Regions from separate parts of the Sus scrofa genome. Here all the other regions are linked to region 2. A link is a contact called in public Hi-C and HiChIP or PLAC-seq data. All regions are on one chromosome and are shown on one strand. The core of a region is the stretch at or near the end of the contact, and the rest is flanking DNA. Distances in the headings are between cores, read along the strand shown. Region 1 overlaps PRKCH (protein kinase C eta type). Region 2 has its middle 110 kb from the start of HIF1A. Region 3 overlaps PRKCH (protein kinase C eta type).

Evidence for each region. A called contact is a pair of places that touch in the nucleus more often than the background predicts. HiChIP or PLAC-seq counts read pairs in DNA pulled down with a chosen protein or histone mark.
Region 1: an H3K27ac HiChIP or PLAC-seq map of alveolar macrophages shows a contact between it and region 2. The contact joins two enhancer-like sites. A contact is called at or near these places in 12 of 47 Hi-C or Micro-C datasets (alveolar macrophages, embryonic fibroblasts, heart right ventricle and 7 more) and 2 of 2 datasets of contacts at active chromatin or transcription factors (alveolar macrophages and skeletal muscle).
Region 3: a contact with region 2 is called in a Hi-C map of liver, with 4 times the contacts expected there. The contact joins two enhancer-like sites. A contact is called at or near these places in 2 of 47 Hi-C or Micro-C datasets (liver and skeletal muscle) and 2 of 2 datasets of contacts at active chromatin or transcription factors (alveolar macrophages and skeletal muscle).

The regions. Positions count from the first base shown.
Region 1 is chr1:190,350,474-190,353,173 of Sscrofa11.1, reverse strand. The region is part of intron 9 of PRKCH (protein kinase C eta type); the gene reads right to left. Among named protein-coding and RNA genes, the nearest start is that of PRKCH, 150 kb to the right of the region's middle. Within about 2 kb of position 1,308, at least 36 of the 83 cell types and tissues checked have an H3K27ac peak or open chromatin away from gene starts, as enhancers often do. A contact at or near this core is called in alveolar macrophages, embryonic fibroblasts, liver and 5 more, where this site is marked.
Region 2 is chr1:190,513,850-190,516,549 of Sscrofa11.1, reverse strand. No RefSeq gene overlaps it. Among named protein-coding and RNA genes, the nearest start is that of HIF1A, 110 kb to the left of the region's middle. Within about 2 kb of position 1,324, at least 32 of the 83 cell types and tissues checked have an H3K27ac peak or open chromatin away from gene starts, as enhancers often do. A contact at or near this core is called in alveolar macrophages, embryonic fibroblasts, liver and 5 more, where this site is marked.
Region 3 is chr1:190,370,521-190,373,220 of Sscrofa11.1, reverse strand. All of the region lies in intron 10 of PRKCH (protein kinase C eta type), which reads right to left. Among named protein-coding and RNA genes, the nearest start is that of PRKCH, 170 kb to the right of the region's middle. Within about 2 kb of position 1,425, at least 6 of the 83 cell types and tissues checked have an H3K27ac peak or open chromatin away from gene starts, as enhancers often do. A contact at or near this core is called in liver and skeletal muscle, where this site is marked.

The sequences.
Region 1 (2,700 bases), core at 59-2,558, 160 kb after region 2:
CAGGTCTTCCTTCCATTGCAGCACATATGAATCCGTGTGCACATGCAGCTTCCAGGCAAGCCCTATGGGCTCTCCTCTGAGCGGATGGCAGGCTCACAACTGCTATTGTGACCAGATCACTCAGAGGCTCAGCGGCTGACTCCACATTGTGGACAGACTGCTTGGGTCCCCAATTGCCTAGGAGAACCTGGCTCCATGAGGGAAGGGCCCCCCTCCTGTGTTCACCGCTGCACCCTAAGACCTCGAAGCTGAGCACATACCCTGAAAGCAAGCCAGGCACATGGCCAAATGAACTGACACCTCTGATGGTCACCTGCTGGCGGGTAAGTCTTTGTGATTCCAATTCTGCTACATTTATACAGAAGGGTGGGCTGATGTTGTCGTGAGTGGCCTCAGAATAATCTGGAAGAGATGGACACAGCTGAGTTCCTACCAGTGATGAAATAATTATGGGGAACTCAAGTATTTCAAAACTTCAGTCCACTCTGGCCTATGGTTTCCACCCAGAGCAGTGGGCTTTTACACTGCATGATTCTCGGTTCAGGGTCAAAGTGAGACCCACTCCAGCTACTCCCAGGGTATCACCTATAGGCCACCCTGAGGTGCTGCCAGTTGGATTGTTAGTCTTATAACAAACCAAAGAAAGACTGGCCTGTAGGTAAGATTCTCCCCCAGAATCCAGTGTCCAGTTTCGGGTCCCTTTCCTTTTGTAGCAGAAAGTAAATCCAGTCACTGTACTGTCTGTTCCATGTGTGTTAATCTTCTCATCCCAACTAGACCAAGGATTCAAAGGACTGTTTCTCTGGCTTAGCTCTCCATCATGGTGATTCCGGTCCAGCTGACTTCTCACTAAACTATTTGGCAGAGAGCCCATCACATTCTCAGGCCTGGAGCCACTCCCAGCACTTCAAGCCCCATGGTTTTAAAGCAGGGCCCTGCTAAGGCCAGGGGATCTAGACTCTGGCAGGTTCCCAGGCACGGGCAGGGAAAACCATGACCAAAACTCACTACCACAAAGCTCAGGCAGCGGTCGGGGAATGCAGAGACCAGAGCTGATCCTGGCAAGTCTCAGATGAGTCACAGGAAATGACAGGCGATCCAGGAACCACCTTAGAACCATGGAGGTGGGGGGTCGAGGCCAGGTCTAGGTCATCAGCATCGATGAAGGCTAGCAACGAGGCCAGCTACAACAAAACAACCTCAAAGGGAAACACATGCCAAACCTTTCAAACCCTTGGGTCACGCCGAGTGTTCTGGCAGGCGGAGCCAAGCAGAGGGAGCGAAGGGAACAGCCAGAACTCCGGGTTCTCCTCCTTCCCATTCATTGCCATGGCTCTATTGAGTCACAGAGAGGCGGGAAGCCGGGAAGCCTCAGAGGACAGAAGCAAAGGTCCGAAATAAACCTCCCAGAAATCCAGGGCCTGGAAACAACCTCTGTGCATTCTGTCCCGGGCCTGAACACGATGAATAAATTGGGAACATGCCCACTTGGGAAACGCCATGTTCTGGCTCGCTTTCTGTTTTTATCTGAGCCAAAGGCAAACTCTACCAAATGACCCAGAAGCTGACCCAATTGTATGTGTGGTACCCATGGCTCAGGGAAGGGAGGAAACCCAACAGGTAAAAGGAAAAGGCCTTTCCTTAGGTATTTTATAAAAGGCCACCACTCTGTATATTGTAAAAAAAAAAAAAGGGAGGGGGGCTGAATTCCTGCCTGGTGACACTCTCCTTAGCTGCACACATTGCAGAGGGGACATTTCTACTTGTGGGATAAAGCAACTAGCATAGATCAGGAAGCTGGTTAAGAACCCCAGCCCGACTCTTGCTTGCTGTGTAATCTGGGGCAAGTTCTTTCACCTCTCTGGACTTCAGTTTCCAGAACTTTAAAATGACGCTAGACAAGCAATGAGATCCTGTTGTATATCACTGGGAACTATATCTAGTCACTTGTGATGGAGCATGATAGCAGATAATGTGAGAAAAAGAATGTATATAGGTATGTGTGACTGGGTCACCTGGCTGTATAGTAGAAAACTCACAGAACCCTGTAAACCAACTATGATGGAAAAAATAAAAATGAAAAAAGATAATGTGGAATAAACTTGGTAGTTTAGTCTTTATGCATTGAAGAAGCCTGGAAGATCATATATGACAATGCTAATAAGAGTTGTCTTTGGCCTGTAAGATTGTGAATTATTTTTACTTTCTTCTTTGCATGTATTTATAAAGAGAATTAGGAGTTCCTGTCATGGTGCAGTGGAAATGAATCCGACTAGGAACCGGGTTGTGGGTTCAATCCCTGGCCTTACTCAGTGAGTTAAGGATCTGGTGTTATTGTGAGTTGTGGTGTAGGTCACAGACACAGCTTGGATCTGGCGTTGCTGTGGCTGTGGTGTAGGCTGGCAGCTACAGCTCTGATTGGACCCCTAGCCTGGGAACCTCCACATGCCATGGGTACGGCCCTAAAAAAAGACAAAAAATAATAATAATAATAAATAAAGAGAATTAAATACTTTTAGATTCAGGGGGAAAAAATGAGGCTAATAGTATCTACACTTCGTATTTGTTGTGGATTACCGTGGGCATCAGGAGATATTTCATCCAAAAGATATTTGTGAAAAATACCTAAATGCCCAGTTGTCCAGATCCTGGTAATGAACATAAGTATCCAGCATCCGCTAGGGCCTCAGTGAATAGCAG
Region 2 (2,700 bases), core at 75-2,574:
GATCTAAGACAGAGTGGGAAGAGCCATAGATAGCATTGGCCTCACGTATCTGCTTTGTCCCTTACCTGCTGTGTGACATTAGGAAAATTGTTTAACCTCTCTGAACTTTAGTTTCCACTGAGATGTAGGGGTAATATTAGTGCCTTTGTGTGCATAAGATGTAAGAATTAAAGTATTCAGCATGTACCTGGCATGGACGAGTACCCAGTGTACATTAACTTCTTTGATTTTTTTTTTTTAATATTTTTCTCCTATCTGAATGGAGCTAACCCAGGCCATTTAAAAATGATTAAGACTTTTTGAATACTTACTGTGCCAGGAGCTACCTTGAGGTAGGTATTATTATAAACACTGCATGCTACAGGTGAAGATACTGAAGTTCAGGGAGTCACCCAGTAAGAGGACAGAAGCAGAGTCAGAGCAATCTGGTCACAGAGCTCATGCTTCTCTCCATCTCAGCACACTGCTCTTCTTGTTGCGTTTGGCATTATTTAGCCTCACTACGTTCCCCCTTAACTCTTCCCATGCCCATCCATTGACAATTTTTCTGGGCACCCCAGAGCCCACATCAGTCTGGAGGTAGGCCAGGAGGATTCTGGATCAGCTTAACACACGAATGATCTTTCTCAGCTAAAAGTCCACACGGAACCCTTGTAGCTACTTCTCAGAGAATGTTGTGAAAAGTTCAGTTTCAGAACCCTTGAAGAGCTGTGGCCTCAGACCAGTCATCATCGTGAGTAACAGGCACCCCTCACCTCATGAAAATGCAGCCTGTGGAAAATTGCAGACTTATTTTAAAAAAATCAATGTATGTGTGTAGGATGGATGTTGTGCCCTATGTAAAAATCCCTCACTTTATAAAGTAAGGTGCTTCAGGCTTCCTTTATTTAGCAATCTTTCCTCCGTACTTACAGTGATTTAATTTTTTAAAAATTCCATTTATGTGAAACTTTACAGGGACATAGCTATTAAGCCAAGTATGGTCCTGTGATCTTGCTATTAATGGGAAATTGCTGCAAACTTGGCCTTATCTGACCCTTTCCCTTGCATTGTTCGCTGAAAAATTTTCCTCTGAGGAGGTAATGTTTTGAATCCACTGATAAGAAGAATATCCTTGAAAATCATTCAACTAGCACAATAGAAAAAAGTTAATTTTGCCTGTGCGGGGAGCTCCCATCCACCACTGCCACCTTTTCCCAGCTCTGGAAAATTACAAAGTTTCTACCCCTAGTGTTTCAAAACTTGCAGAGCCTCTGGGAATCAGCAGTGAAGGATCTGGCCACCAGCCAGTAGCAATGGGCAGGAGCTTATGACATTATGGAACTTAGAGGCCAGTGAAGGAAGAAACGGGTCCAAGAGCTGGCCTCCCAAGGCTGGCCTGGGCTGTTCCCAGGCAAGCTGTCCTGGCACTGCATCCAGTGAAGATTAATAGTGTGCTTTTCTGACCAGCCTGCTAGTGCTGGGGCATAAAATCACGGCCCCAAAGGCAGAAAGCAAGGAGAAGGAAGAGCGGGAGGAGGAAGAGTGAGGATGAGAATCCATACGATCTTGGAGTGAAACATGAAGCGTATACTTTCATTACATGTTCAGAAAGTTAAGACCATACTCAAATATAAAACAGAAGCTATGGATTGCCAGGGACTTGAAGCTCCTCAAACATCACCAGCCTGCACTGAAAAAGAATGAGGAACCCAAGCATTGTGTAATGTTTAGAAGTGGCTGCAAGTTTATATTTCAGGAGAACCTGACCTAGTGAAGCCTCCCCTGACTCATGCTTATGGGCTGGAGTTCATGTCCATTGCTGGAAAAGGTTGACATTTCCTTGTAAAGCAACGAAATGTGGATATAAGGCTCAGGGCAGCTCAGACATCCTTGGCAAGCTGTTCTCCACAATCTTGTACCTACTTCTTTTAACAGGATCTGACTAGGGTGAGGCCAGCAGGTGTACTGGATGGAAGATTTAAGGGGGTCCTGGCTCTGAGGGTTGTGCAAGTTCAGGGTCAGCCCTGAGAGTCAGGGCCTCCCTAAGTCTTACTCCCTGGGTGCCTCCCTTTCCTCCCTGCCCTGCCTTTCAAACTCCCCACTCAGAACCCCCCCCAATTCTAAGTCACTTGGTTTGAGATGGGGTGTAGGTAGTTTGAAAAGCCCCTCAGGTGATCCTAACCTGCAGTCAGTGGGGAGAACATTGCTTTAAGGGAACAAGGATTGGTGGCAAATTGAAGGAATCCAACTGAAAGCCAAGAATCAACCTTGACTTTATCCTTTCCTATTATGTTAACTGTAGAAAAAAATTCTTGCCAGCTTCATGTTGGTTCAGTCTTTTCCTTATATTTTAGGTCACCAAGGATTCTGTATAGGATTGCCAGCTAAGGCACGAGACCCCCAGTTAATCAGGATTTCTGATAAACAGCAAATAATTTTTTTAGACTTATCTGAAATTCAAATTCAACTAGGCACTCTGTATTTTTTTGAGCTAAACCTGGTGACCCACATTCTGCAGGACAGGCCAAAATATGTGGACTTGATTGTACAGGGCAGCCTTTCCTGAGTTTGCATTATAGAACACAAGTTGCAATGGTTATAATGTGTATATGTCAAGAAAAACATTTCCATAGTTAAATAAATATAACAAACATTGGGTTAAACCAAGTTAACCCAGATTTTTTGACTGCATAACTTCTCAAATCCTTTAATATCCAA
Region 3 (2,700 bases), core at 176-2,675, 140 kb after region 2:
TCAATATATATATATATATATATATACATTCCTTTACTTATATTATCTTCCATCATGTTCTATCCCTAGAGACTGGATATAGTTGCCTGAGCTATATGGTAAGACTTCATTTCTTATCCATTCTAAATGTCATAGGTTATATCTATTAACTCCAAACCCCCAATCTATCCCACTCCCTCCCCATCCCCCTTGGCAACCACAAGTCTGTTCTCTAAGTCCATGAGTCTGTAGATAGGTTCATTTGCGCCATATTTTAGATTCCACATAGAAGAGATATGAAGGCAATGCTCACAGAGGTGGCCTCCCCATGGGATCTCTAGCAAAGCAATGGTTCAGCTAACTTCAGATCACACAGGTGTGTGGAGTCATAGAGGCACCTGATGCTCCCTTATGATATCTTTGAGAAGCAAGAATCAGATGATATTAGAAATTTGTGTTGTTCATGCAGATCCAACAGCTCTGTTTCCAGATTAGCTTAATTGATCTCCTCTAGGAGGGATCATTGCTCATCTTCCCAAATTCTAAGTCTTAAAAAAAGTCAAATTAGGTAGAGATTGTTCTCTAATTTGAGGAGAAATCAAAAGTGATTCCTGCCTAAGTGTTACAGGTACAGGACAATATGGCAGGTCTGGCAGGTGGCCTCTGTGGCCAGGTCCACATCTGGATGATGGGATAGCAAATTGTCACAGTACGTGTTTGGAGCTTTAGGAGTAAACACTCATTACCACGCACTCCACACACCAGGAACTGCACGGGGCACAAAGTGGTCAGACACAGGAGTTAAAAGCTGTGCATTGAAACGTGCTGTGTTGGAGTAGAATGTGGTAAGGAGGAATCAAAAGTCAAACTGTGCTCTTCTATAAATTCCCCCTCACTCAACATATTTTAGATACATTCATGCTTTGTTAAAAATAGCAAATCCAATGTGTGCTGGCTGGCTTTAGGGGATTGGGGTTGAAATGTCAATGAGGGCTGAGTTCACCTTTAATGCAGCATATGAAACAGGAGAGGAGATGGTGCCTGAGATGCTGGCGGGCAGGTAAATGGGATGCATGCCCTGTTGTTTTCCCCTTTTCTGCAGGGCTTGACTCTGGAAAAAAGTCAGTACTCATGTAAATTATTCATGAGCACTATCTGGGCTTCCTATCGGCCAGCAAGCCCCAGAGAAAGGCATGAATAGCCTTTTTTTTTTTTTTTTTGCCTGAGCAAGTGACTCATTGACTGCTTACTTCCAGCCCCCCTTTTCAGTCTGGGGGGCCATGGAAGGCTCCAGAGCTTCCAGCCAAAGGCAAAGGGGCAGACTCTTTTCTTGCTTTAAGAACTAGGCCTCTGTTCCTCCATGTCAAGTGGATACATCTGAGAATCAGGGTCAGAAGACTAGCGGAAAAGCGCCTGAATGGGCGTGGCCTGTCTCCTCTCACATAAAGCACAGGCATGACTTCTCATACAAGGAAGTCAGGTCAGAGGGTCAGAGGGTGCCTGAAGGACTACCTTCTTAAGTCCCCTTTGGTGAGGATTTGCAAATGGTACTATCTTTGTAACTTGCTGGAAACAACAACAACAAAACAAAACAAAACCAAAAAAACCTCCCCCAGAAAAACCAAAACGACCAACCCAACAACAACTCTGTCTGGCTAGCTCAGAGGCATCATCCAGGGAGGTCTGGGTAAAGGTCGGATAAAGGCCGACCCAGGACACGTGATAACCCAGGCTGCCTGATGCGTCTGCATTTCTCACTGTGCTCTCTGGATCAAATTCACACCCTCTGTGACCCCAGTGTGCCCTTGGCTGCGTGTGGATTCCAAGGACTTGGTTTTCAAAAGCTTACCCTTAAGACTCTGCTCTCAGGCCAGGACCCTGAATGGAATTAAACTTATCCTGTGAAATAAATCCAGAGCATAAAAATAGCATTCGAATCTCTCCTAATTAAACGTGTTCCCTTCCAAGGCAACCGTATCAGTTAGAGCCTGCACAGGGGATTTGAGTCAAAGAGTAAAACTGAAAAGGAATTCTCAGATTTGATCGGCAGCACCAAGAACTGGAAGACAGTTTCTCAAGATGTGGACCGAGACTGCTTCCCTAGAAACCACATCAGAGTACACTGACCATCCTCTGTATTTCAAGACAAATGATACAATGAGACGGCAAGGCAGTCATATCCCACACAGATAATCCAGCCCATGCCTCGCATTCAGGCAATCTGGGACCTACATAAAGCCTAAGTATTCCAGAAAGCGAGTTTAGGCTTTTTTGCTTTTTCCCACTGCTTGTCTGAATGTTTGTGTCTCCCCCACCTCCCTTATATGCTGAAATCCTAACCTTCGAAGGTAGTAGTAGGTGGGACTTTTGAGGGGTGCTTAGCTCATGAGGAGAGAGCCTTGAGGAATAGGTTTAGTACCTTATAAAAGGGGCTCCAGAGAGACCCCTAGCCCTTCCACCATGTGAGGTCACAGTGAGAAAGCATCTATGAGGAGCCAGAAGAGGACCCTCACCAAACATGACCATGTGGGGCTTTGATCTTGGATGTCCAGCCTCCAGAACTGTGACAAATAAACTTCCTGTTGTTTATAAGCCACCCGGTCTATGTTTTTCTTTTCTTTTCTTTTTTTTTTCTTTGTTGTTGCTATTTCAGGGCCACACCCGCAGTATATGGAGGTTCCCTGGCAAGGGGTCGAATTGGAGCTGTAGCTGCCAGCCTAC